Linked DNA regions of Sus scrofa: region 1 is linked to region 2. Evidence: chromatin contacts called from public Hi-C data. All regions are on one chromosome and are shown on one strand. The core of a region is the stretch at or near the end of the contact, and the rest is flanking DNA. Distances in the headings are between cores, read along the strand shown.

What was found. Hi-C and Micro-C count contacts between places; a contact is called where the count stands out from the background.
Region 1: a contact with region 2 is called in a Hi-C map of liver, with 5 times the contacts expected there. The contact joins two enhancer-like sites. A contact is called at or near these places in 1 of 5 promoter capture datasets (liver), 5 of 47 Hi-C or Micro-C datasets (heart right ventricle, liver and skeletal muscle) and 1 of 2 datasets of contacts at active chromatin or transcription factors (skeletal muscle).

The regions. Positions count from the first base shown.
Region 1 is chr18:16,785,767-16,791,161 of Sscrofa11.1, reverse strand. All of the region lies in intron 3 of PLXNA4 (plexin-A4), which reads right to left. Among named protein-coding and RNA genes, the nearest start is that of PLXNA4, 310 kb to the right of the region's middle. Within about 2 kb of position 2,426, at least 18 of the 83 cell types and tissues checked have an H3K27ac peak or open chromatin away from gene starts, as enhancers often do. A contact at or near this core is called in liver, where this site is marked.
Region 2 is chr18:16,620,500-16,626,241 of Sscrofa11.1, reverse strand. All of the region lies in intron 3 of PLXNA4 (plexin-A4), which reads right to left. Among named protein-coding and RNA genes, the nearest start is that of PLXNA4, 150 kb to the right of the region's middle. Within about 2 kb of position 4,156, at least 11 of the 83 cell types and tissues checked have an H3K27ac peak or open chromatin away from gene starts, as enhancers often do. A contact at or near this core is called in liver, where this site is marked.

The DNA.
Region 1 (5,395 bases), core at 1,177-3,676, 170 kb before region 2:
TCAGAGAGAGCTAACAAGGGGTAGCGTCAGAATCTTCTACCGGCCAACACGACCCCACCTCTCCTGGACACCAAGCCCCTCCTGGGGGAAGTGCATGCCGGGAACAGGCTCTGTGTGGCCATGGAAAGGAAGGGCTGGCCAGGCAGGGGAGGGCTCTTCACAGAAGAGTGACAGTTGGAGCTGACTTTTAAAGGAGGAATATGGTTGCAATAGCAGGTGCTGCAAGGAAGCCCATGTCTTGGGTCAGGCTGGCATGAGGGGTGGACGCAAGGGTCAGTGTGTGCGATGGGGAGGGGCCAGCTCTGGCCAGGCCGCGTGACTGCAGAGGACACAGTGGATGCAGGTACAAGAGAAACCTGGAGGGCTCTTCAAAGCACTAGGCGTTCACCTGTAGGCAAAGGGGAAGTGTTGTGTGTTGCAGAGATGGCAACCGATACAAGCTGACTTTCGTAAAATGAAGATAATAAACCTTCCTCCACGTTCCTAACTTGGAGAATCTCTCTTGAAGAGGAGCTTTTTCATTCCTTTAACAAAGGTGAGAACCTACGTATTGGCTAAACAGCTAAATACAAAATCCTCCTCCATCACAACGGGCAGCCTCCGAGGAGCTGGGAGCGGCCTGTGTTGAATCACCCACATCCTCAGCTCGCCTCTGGCCACTTCTCGGGTTCGGGTTAAGGGAACGACGCATTTCTTTACGCCAAGCTCTTTTACTGGGGTTTTGGAAAACTTCAATATTCTCAGTATAAGTTGAATCAGCCGATGTAGAGGCGCAGAAAGTGGAGGACTTAGTCACAGCACTTCCCCAAGGGCAGAGACCCTGATCCTCCCAGGCCTCCAGGGGACAACTTGACAAAACAGATGTCACTTGTCCATAACACAGTTACTCAACTAACAACAGCTTTGGTTCAAACTTTGAAAAGGGATTTTGTGACTGTTATTTCCATGCATCCTACATGAGTGCAGTGAGCTGGGCTGGTAGGGTGGACTCAGGCCCCGCCCTCTGACAGATGGGGAGTGAGTGCCCAGGTGGTCCATGGCACTCTAGCTCACAGCGCCAGGGCAATTCCACTGGGTCTCTTCCGTCCTGAGCCCCTTGCCCTCGCCAAGCTGCCCTGGTGTCCACTTCCTTTCAACAATCCTTTGAAAGGAGGGAGGGGTGACCAGAAGAGTCCACTGCTTAGGCCCCCACCTCCCCAGTTCCATCAATGCAGAGCAAGATGAGTAAACAGAGACCTATAAAGCCACCTGTTGTTCAGGCTTAGTTATTTTATTGTGTTGTTTTGTGTCATGTTGTGTTGTTTTGTGTCATGTTTTATTGGGTTGCAGTGTGTTGGACTGGATTGTGTTGTGTTCAGTGGTATCGGTTTGGGATGTATTGTGTTGTGTTCTATTGGGTTGGGTCGTACTGTGTTGTGTTGGATTGTGCTGTGTTGTATTGCATTGGGTTGTGTTGGTGTTGTGTTGGGTTCTGTTGGGTTTGGGTTGGGTTGGTTGTGTTGTGTTATATACTGTTTTGTGTTGTGTTGGATTAGGTTGTATTGGATTGGATTGTACTGGGTTGTGTTGGATTGAGTTGGATTGAGTTGGTTGCTTTGTGTTGGTGCTGTTAGGCTGGATTGGGTTGGACTTACTGGTCTGTGATTCAGTGAAACAAGGTCCAAAGTTTGCCCGGATGCACACGACCTGTGGTAAGTGATGTCTCTCTGCTGGCCCTGCCAGGCCACAGTGGCTTCACCATGACCAAGTCCAAAGTCATGCGCAACAGAGCAAAGTGGGCACCACAAGCAGAAGTCAGCACCCACAGCCCGGACACCAGCTCCAGGGGCCTCCCAGCCTGTTCCCTCCTCAGCTGGCCCAGGTGGCAGCCAGCCAGGCAGCTTCAGAAAGGGGTAGGAAGGAAGCCAAGAGCAGGGGTGGAGGACAAGAGCTGGCAGAGAGAAGGCGGGCAGGGCAGAGTGTGCAGCAGAGAGCTTTCTGACTGGGGAGGAGCACAGAAAACTTGACTTCCTGCCAGGGCTGGGATTGGGAACTCTCTTTTCCCTGAGGGAACCCGGTCAATGAAACGCAACCTGAGTGGTTTTGACATAAGGTCATGGCCCCCAAACAAGGCAAGGTCAGAAGGTCATTCCCAAACACAGGTGGGCCCATCGGTGGTTGGACAGAAGGGCAGGTAGGCAGGGGTCAGCCCTCCTCTGAGTGGTTCCAGGGGTTCGAGAGCCAACCTAGCCATCCTGCCCTTCTGAGCCCTGGAGAGGGTCCGATGGGGCTGGGCTGAGAAGGCAGAGTATATCATTCATGCCGTAAAAGAGGAAACGGAGGGAGAAAAGACCTCAGCGCTGGCCGCAGTCAGAGCCCCAGGGAAGGCCGAGTTAGCTGCCTGTGTGCACACTAGCTCTGGATCCTGGCTCAGTGCTCACAGCCTTTGGGCTCAGTCCCTCCCACCCCGCCTGCCCTGCCCTTGCCTTGGGCTTGGAGCCTTCCCCTCCCCGACGCCTGCATCTTCCCCTCCTGTGTCCTGGAAAACAGGAAGGAAGAGGAGGAAGTCTTTTCAGAGCCTCTGCTTATCAGCCTGTACTCTGTCCTTTTCCCTTCTCTCCCCCTCCAAGCTCATCCATGTCTGAACGGAGAGATCAAATGCATCTGTACTTATGCCGACAGGTGAACCAACAGATCATGGGCCAGCGGGAGCCAGAGGGGCCCTGGTGGGTGGTGTACGAGTGTGTATGTGCGTGTGCTGTATGTGTTTTCTGAAGCTGCTCTTTAACCAGGGTGATCGCTGTGTTGAATTCTGCACCTCCTCTTACAGCCAGTAGGTGGCAGAGCTGCAACAGGCCGGTGTTTCCAGTCCTGTGGCAGCTGGCCCCGCAACACTGGTCAGAACTGGTCCAACTGTGGGAGGAAGTTGTGTCCACTGACACACCAGGATGACCGACGCAGAGGTTCTGGGAAAGGTGATTTGGGGCACAGGCTATCTAAAAATTCTTCTGAAACCCTCTCCCCTCCTCTCCTCTCTTGCATTCCTCTGTAGTTCCCCACAATTTTATCTAGAAAGGGGAGAGTCTGTTGACATTGACAAAGAATCTGCAGCAATGTTTTCCAGATTTTGTGGGAGTATGTGAAAATGCAGGCTCCCCTGTCCACTCAGGATCTGACCCAGAATGGCTGAGGCGGAGCCCACGACTTGCATTTCAAATAGGTACCACTGGTGATTCCTGCGCAGGGGCCAGGGAACCTTAAACTGGGCAACAGAAAACTAGGACACCCCAGTATCGTAAGGAGGCTTCATTCTACGATCTGTTCTCAGGCTCACGTACTTCTTCATTCTTTCCACCTGTTACTTACTCTTCAAACATATTGCTACTGCCCTTCTCCGCCATGAAATTTAAGCTCCACGTTTTTAAGAGACCGCTTTTCTTGTTCCTTATGCTAATTTCCTGGTGCTCTAAGACCATGGGACCTCTTGTTCCTTAAGAAGGTTTTCTCGGACCGCCTAGCTCTCATCCTAACCTTTGTTTCATTCTGTCTGACGTCCTGGAAAGCCTTGCGCCTTCCCCTGCCTCGATGGTCAGGGGCTCTGCTGGAATTTGTAGGACAACAGCCACACTCCATCCTTCTCCCACTCCACCACCCAACTGGATTTTCCTGGGTGACAGTTCCATTCCTTGGTGTCCTCTGAGCGGGGCTTCCAATCAAGCAACCCGAAGCCGACCAAGGATGTGCTCGAGCAACAGAGCATCTCCCGCAAGTCAGCAGACGGAAGACCCCTCACCACCAAAGCGCTCGTGCTCATGCTCCTACGTCAACACACCATCAAACGCTCCAGAGACCCCGTGGAGTCGTTTGCTAGGGCTGCCGTAAGAATTACCGCAAGCTTTTAGCTGAAAGCAGCACCCTTGTTCTCTCACAGTTCTGAGGTTAGACGTCTATCAAGGTGTGGGTGGGCCATGCTCTCTCCCGGGACTCTAGCGGGGGATCCTTCTTTGCTTCTTATGGTTGCTGGCAGAGCTTGGCATTCCTTAGCTATGGCAGCATAAGCGCAGTCTCTGCCTCTGACTTCACATGGCACCCTTCCCTGGGTCTCTCTGTCTCTGCATCCAAGTCTCCCACTCCTTTCCCTTATAAAGACACCAGTCATTGGATTTAGGGCCCACCCTAATCCAGCACGACTTGGGTTACATCTGAATAACTTCATTACGGCTGCAAGGAGGACTCTGTTTCCAAATAAGGTCGCATCGCAGGTCCTGGTGTTTAGGACTTCGACGCTTCTTTGGGGGGCATACAGTTCGAGCTACCACACCCCCTACACGGAAAGCGCTCCTTAACATGGCTTACCTTCTGATGGAAAGAGGAGAGCAGGTTTAGGGGTCCAGATCCCCCTAGCATCGCACATGTATTTCTTTGGTGGACACCGTATGAAAGCCCAGTTAACACGGCCCTTGTGACTTCCTGGGTTAGAAGCATTTAAAACCTGTCAGCTTTGGGGGTTCCCTGGTGCCATGGTTCTCGGAGTGAGGGGGGACCCCTGACTAGCAGCATCCGGGAGCTTGTTAGGAATGCAAATTCTCCAGCATCCCCGCAGGTCTCTGGAATCAGAAACTCTGAGGGCGAGGCCAGCAAACTGCATATAACAAGGCCTCTGGGGGATCTTGGTGCTCAGGAAAGGTTGAGAACAAATATGATGACTTAAGCAGAGGGGGCATGTGGCGGCCCCAGGGAGTGCCAGCAACTGGCCGTATTGCTTTTGGCCCCAGATGTCCGTGTTCCTCTGCCCTCTGGTTCTTGGCAATGCCCACCCCCGGCCGCCCAGACGCCCCACCTCCATCCTTGAGCCGTGCTGCAGGATGCCCGCACATCAACTCCTCCACACCCACTGGCCGGCACTTCCCTCCGTGTTTCCCTCTCGCCGTCTTGCCTCCCTGGCTCTCCGGCCGCCCCCTCACATGCACTCATAATGTCCTCACTTTCCTCTGGCTCTTTCTCTTGACAAAGAGAAGAACTTGGCAGGGGTTGGTTAAGTTAACTCTGATCACACACACAACAAACTGTTATTTTTCCATCTGCCAAGCTGCCGAAGACAAGCATGTCAACCCAGGATCTGCGTGAAAGTCAGACCTACAGTTACCCCAGGGAGCCTGTGTTCTAGGCAAGCCTTTTCCTTTTTTTTTTTTTTTTTTTTTTTTAAGAAAAACTATCATGGTCTAATTCCCAGTGAGATACTGGTGACAACCTCTTGGATGTTCACGGCACTGGCTGTGACAGTCACCGTACACATTCCCCGACCCCGGGAAGGAGCAACTCCCATAAACAGCAGTGGTGGGTCATCTCTGACATCTGCTCCCACATTGCTGATGCCTGGTAAGGTTTGTTCAGAGTGACGACGCACAGCTGAAGT
Region 2 (5,742 bases), core at 2,907-5,406:
AGCATGCGCTAAATGTTGACCAGAGATGTCCTGAATAAACCTCCACTGCCCCAGGATGAGCCCCACTAACGGAGGAGCACAAGGTGGGTCACTCAGGCTCCCGAAGTGGCAGCGGGATCTGAAGAGCACCCCAACAGCAATACTTTCTGGGCGCAACTCTGTCCCATGGGGCATTCACCCCATTTCCATCTCTTCCATCTTTTCCTCTCCCCGACCCCTCTATTGCCCTCTTTGGCTAGTTTTGTAAACGTTTTCTAAGTCCCCCTCTGAGCTCTTTTCATAGAGTCAAATTGCCAAGCCAACTATCAAGAATCCTAAATGAATATGGCCCTGGATGTGGTTGCCTAGTCTCAAATTCTCTGCTTTCTGAGTAGGAGACTTTGGAGGGGGTGCCACCTGTCTGAAATATGCCGTAGCTTCTTAGATAAAATTCCACTGTCATCCCCTCTTAGCTGGCCATCGTAGTTATTAGCAACTCCCTAAACAGCCCTTTCAGGTAATATCACCCAGCACTTGTTTCACACATGGGAAAGCTGCAGGACAGCCTGAGAAGTTCCTGGTGGGGAAGAGGCTGAAATCCCACAGGATTTTCCTACTTGCTTGCTTGTCTCTGGATTCATCAAGTAACCAAGCAAGAAAAGCGGCTCCCAGCTCCCTTCCCTGGAGTCATCCCCCTAGTTTTGCAGAGTAGTTAGTCTTGGGCCAAAAGAGATGCAAAGCTTACTGCCTACAGGAGTGGGGGCGGGAGGCGGGAGCATAGGGCTTGCATTAGTTTTCCAGAGCTGCATCAGTCACACACTCTTGTGGTCAAGGTGACCCGTGAGGCAAAAGCTCAGGATTCTGCCTGAGGCCACCCGCCAGAGTTGTTGCTGTCCCCCTGCATGGGGGCATGTGAAAGACTTTGGCCTCATTCCTACCCTGCTTCAGCCAACTTGGCCCACCAATCCTAGGCGCTGAAAACTGGTCCACTCCCAGGCTGCTCTCATCCAAGGCTTCCTCAAAGGTCAGCTTCACAAGCCCGTTTGCTGGCTTTCAATGGACAATGGGGAAATCAACACACAGAGAGGCCAAGGATACTGCCCACGTTCATAAAATGTAAAGGCGGTGAAGCAGGGACCAGACTTTCAGTCTACTCCTATGATGGCCCACGAGAGCATTCCCGTAGGTGGTGTGGGAGTACAGCGCTTCAGCATCTTTCTAATATTTTAGATAAGCTCATCATTCAGGACTGCGGTGCCCAAGTGGTAAAAGACGCCATCCCGGGATGACAGCGCTGCTGAGAAATACAGCTTCTTGGCGGTGGGCTCCTTGCTAGCTCACATTGTCATGCCAGCCTCCCACCATGGTGTAGTTCAAATGTTCCAAATCTCGCAAACTTAATGAAACACCTGTCCCCTCTCACGCCATCAGAAGTAATTACACATGGCTTTCACACGCTCATACACACCCAGACTCCAACTGGCTCACTGGCGGCTTCCCCGAGGATACCTGGGTGCGCTCCACGCTCAATCTTGGCATCACTGATTTGGAAGAGTCCCTCCTTCTTAACTCTCTGGAAGAACTGGCACAAAATTCTGCAGTTGGGGATCAACGGGGCTTAGATAAGTTTGAAGCAGTTATGATGGAGTTAGGAAAATCTTGATTTTTAAACTGTCAGACTTTACATGACTGAGACCCCCATACATAGGGCATCCTTCCACAATTCATATTAAGAGGACTCCGTTTAGAAATTGTCCCCACTGGTCATTTTGTACACGAATGTTTATACACACACCGCACATGTTCTGCAGAAAATAATTTCTCCTAACAGTGCTACTAGTTGGCACACTCAAGCCCAGTGAACTGCGAAGGGAAAAAAGTTCTCATCTTAGGAATCAAAGATCTGAGGTCTGACGGGGAAGTCTCGGGCTCGTGCTGAGAAAGTAGAAAAGGCAGTTCCAGGCCCACACAGTGGTCTAGTGTTGTTTTCTACACCTGCTGCCCTATGACATCTCTCCCTCTTCCAGCAGGACCAGGAGAAGCAGGAGATGAGAAGAAAGGCAGACAAAGCTTTAGAGTAAGTCATCAAAAATGGCAAATGGGTCCCCTTCGGCTTTTCCAGGAACAGCCCTCCCCCCTCCCCCGCACACACACGCTATATTTATGTACATACTGTTACACACACATTTGAAGAGAAAAGGAATTATATAACACATCAGCTGTTCATTTTCACAAGCCCGGTTGAGATCAACCCCGCAGTAGAGAAGCCTGTGGTGAGAGTCCAGGGATTTCTACAGGCAGGGAGAGAAAAGGGCCCCTCTCTCTGAGGCTCGGAACACAGGCATGGGGAGCTACCCAAAAATGTGAGCACTGAGTGTTTCCTTCAGGAGCCTTAAGCCCCCCAGGTGCCCCCAATTTCACCCCTACATGAAGCTGGATATTTGGTGGAGAAGCCAAATTGAGTTCGAAAACGTACATAGGCAAAAGGAGCAAAGGTGGACATGGCACAATTTATTATAAGGGCGTGGGTTTTGGAGACTATGCCAATTAGCATTCTACCTCTCTGGAGAGGAGTTTCTTCCTGGGTAAAATTGCAGTCAAAATCCTCACCAGGCACAGTTGCAATGAGGGCCCTAGACTGACCCCTCTGAGTTATGGGTAGCAAAAACATAGCACATAGTAGCTGCTGACTTTGTTCTCATCTTCGAGCCTCTCCTCCCTCTTCCCCCCTCCCCTAACCCTGATTGATGAATCAGGGGTTTTGACCTTTGCAGCAGAACTAGCTTTCAACAGACCATTCACCCAGTGGCTGCAAGTTAGTTTTATTTCTTACAGCTGGGATTGAAGATGGACTAATCCATAAACCCTAACTTGCTCTGCCCACCTAAAATCACCAAGGACATAAGGCCATTTTTTTTCTCTTGTTTGGTCATCTCACAATGCCTAAAGCTGTATCTTGCTCATCAATAAACTTCAATAGAAGCTGGCAGTGGTGCTGGGAATTATAGGAAGAAAATAAAAACCAACACACAAACATGAGCCTGACCAATCATGGCTTCCCTTGACCAGTAAATAATCAAAGTCCATGGTGACTCCCCTTAGGGGGAGGGGACACTGTCTGCAGCTGTGGCAACTAGCCCAACCTGCTGACAGGTTTCGTTCCAGATCTTTTCATTGGGCTTTGGTAGCTGCTGCACCTGCCAAAGGAACCGGTATCTTCTTTGTCTTGTAAAATTAAGACAAAGATGAACTTTACAAAAGCTTTCTTTTTGTTTGTTTCCCAAAAGCTCTTCTGAAACCAAAGAAAAGCAAACCCACAGGTAAAAACGAAACCCCAAATCAAGTCGTTGAAACCGGGAATGCACAGAGGGGCCCCTCTTGTTCCAATGACCAAGAGGGGAAAGGTCAGTGTGGCCTTGACCAGGGAGCTTCCTGGGCTCAGAGACTTGGGGGATGGTCCTCAGCCCATGTGGCTGGGATGATGGAAGGAGCTGGAGCCCTCGGCCTGGGAGCCGTGGCAAAGTCTGGTGGGCTTTTCGGTCTTTTTAAACCCTTTCCTTGTCTTTGGCTGTGGACCTCCCATTGGTCCTATCTGGTCCCCAAATGCCTCCCCCAATGTCCAACCTCACCCTTCTTCCCCACCAGTCTTGCAGGCTGTTAGAGAGGGCTCTGCTGCGGCAGACAGAACAGTGCCCCCTCCAAAGACATCCACAGCTTAATCTCCAGAACTGGAGAAAACGCTACTTCCCGTGGCAAAGGGGATCTGGCAGGTCTCGTGAGGTTAAGGATCTTGAAAGGGGGAGGTTGTTCTGCAGGGAACATCAGCCATCGGTGCTGGCCATGCAAGACAGGTGTCCACAAGCGAGGACAAGCAGAGCAATGGCCTGTCATTTCTCCGAGTCTGGGCACACTCTCTAAGCTGGCTCTTTCAGCCGAGCTGCCAGGACTAAGGTAGCATCGTGGGCACAAAAGCCCATCTTTAGAACGGGGAACCTGGGAGGCAGACAGCCCAGGTGAGAACTGTCAGAGGAGAGGGCAGCCTCTTTCACCAGACAGCAGTAGTGGCAGGCGCTGGGGCACATGTGGGACTCGGCCCCAGCCTCCCGAGCCTGCCAGAGGCCCTGGAACCCAGTTCTGGGCTGTCAGCAAAGACAAATTTAGCACCGATGATCTCATCTTGCAGAACAGCCCCGGGGCCTCCGAGCGCTCTGGGAAACATCACTTCGACAAGTTGGCAAGTGGACGTCACTGTCACGCCCGTAACGTAGGCAGAGGGTGCAGGGGTCCCTCCCTCGGCTCACCCAGGAGGAGCAGGTGCGGGTGATGCCAGGGCAACGGAGCAGGTGGCAGACTGGGTGAGGCCTGGGGTGCCGTCACCCTGAGCCCCCTCAGCCTGAAGAGCCCAGGTACTGTGAGCTGGCGCTTTAAGGCGAGACCGCAGACACCAACACACTTTGCCCGAGACCAGCGGCGGGCGAGCAGGAACATTCTCACTGTGAGGTGGTGGCTCACGTCCCTGCGACCCCGCCCCACCTCGTGCTTATATCAGGACGCGCTGTGAGAGATTATTTATAAAGGCAGTGGCGGTGGCAGAAGGTGGGGGAGGGTGGGAGCTCACTCCCTCTGCCGTTTATCACAAAGACCAGAGCACTGCAAAGATGACGATGGGGGGGTGGGAGTGGGAGGACTGTCCCTTGTCCCCCTACATGAGTCGGCGGCGGCGGCGGAAAAGGATGAACATTTGTCACCAAATGCAAACCCCAATTCCTCCCGTTGGCCCAGGCCACCTCTTGGTGTCCCTGCAGTTGATTTTCTGGCTTATGGTAGCTAGGGATTTTGCTGGTCAGTTCTCCCGAGGTTTTTCAGTGTGTTTTGTGGGCAGAAAACTCTCTGGAGTAAAGAGGCCACAGTGGCTCCCCCAGTGCTGCCCCAAAGTCCCAGGAGGGCAAGTGGCAGGTGAGTCCTTCATTGACAGGAGGTCCCCTGGCTCCTGCTTCCGCAGCCAATGGAGGGGACTCTGCAACGCTTCCTGGTGGAGGGAGGTGTGAAAATACTAAGAGAACGGACTTGATTCCTCTGCAATAGAGAGAAATACATTTCTAAATATCAAATAAACACAGGTACTTCTAGAAGGCAGGACAGAGAAAAGAGTGGTCCCTATCACACTGCTAAAGGTGATGGATAGTGACGGAGAATAAAAGTTGTCACATAAGAAAGGCCAGGTTTATATCCAAGCCCACCAGGGGTCAGTTCCATGTCAGATTCAGTCATATTACAGAAGATCAACTCCCGGAGAAGAAGGGCTGTGAGTCTGATAAATTCCATACCGGGAAGTGCCGATGGGATGTAACGAGGGGCTGTCAGAGAAATAAATCAAAATATACCGAGAATTTGGGGTGACCACCCATATAAAATCTCTTCTGCCAAAGACGCACGGACATGACCGTGGCTTAAGGAAGGAAAGCTCTGCCAGCAACTGGGAATGGAACTGACAGCATCTCTTCAAGTAAAGATGTCAGAAAAAAACGGCAAAGAGAAATTGGGATACGGGGCAAGAAGCGAGCATTAGCGCTACACGGTAGGACCAGGGGGATGCAGGCACGTCAGCCACGGGAGCAAAGTATCCTTGGAGCAGGTCTGACCCAGAGCTCTAGGCACATCCCATCACCCTATCACACACATGTATGCATGCACACACACACACACACACACACACACACACACGTGCACACACACACACACGCACACTGCTGCAGCACGGGA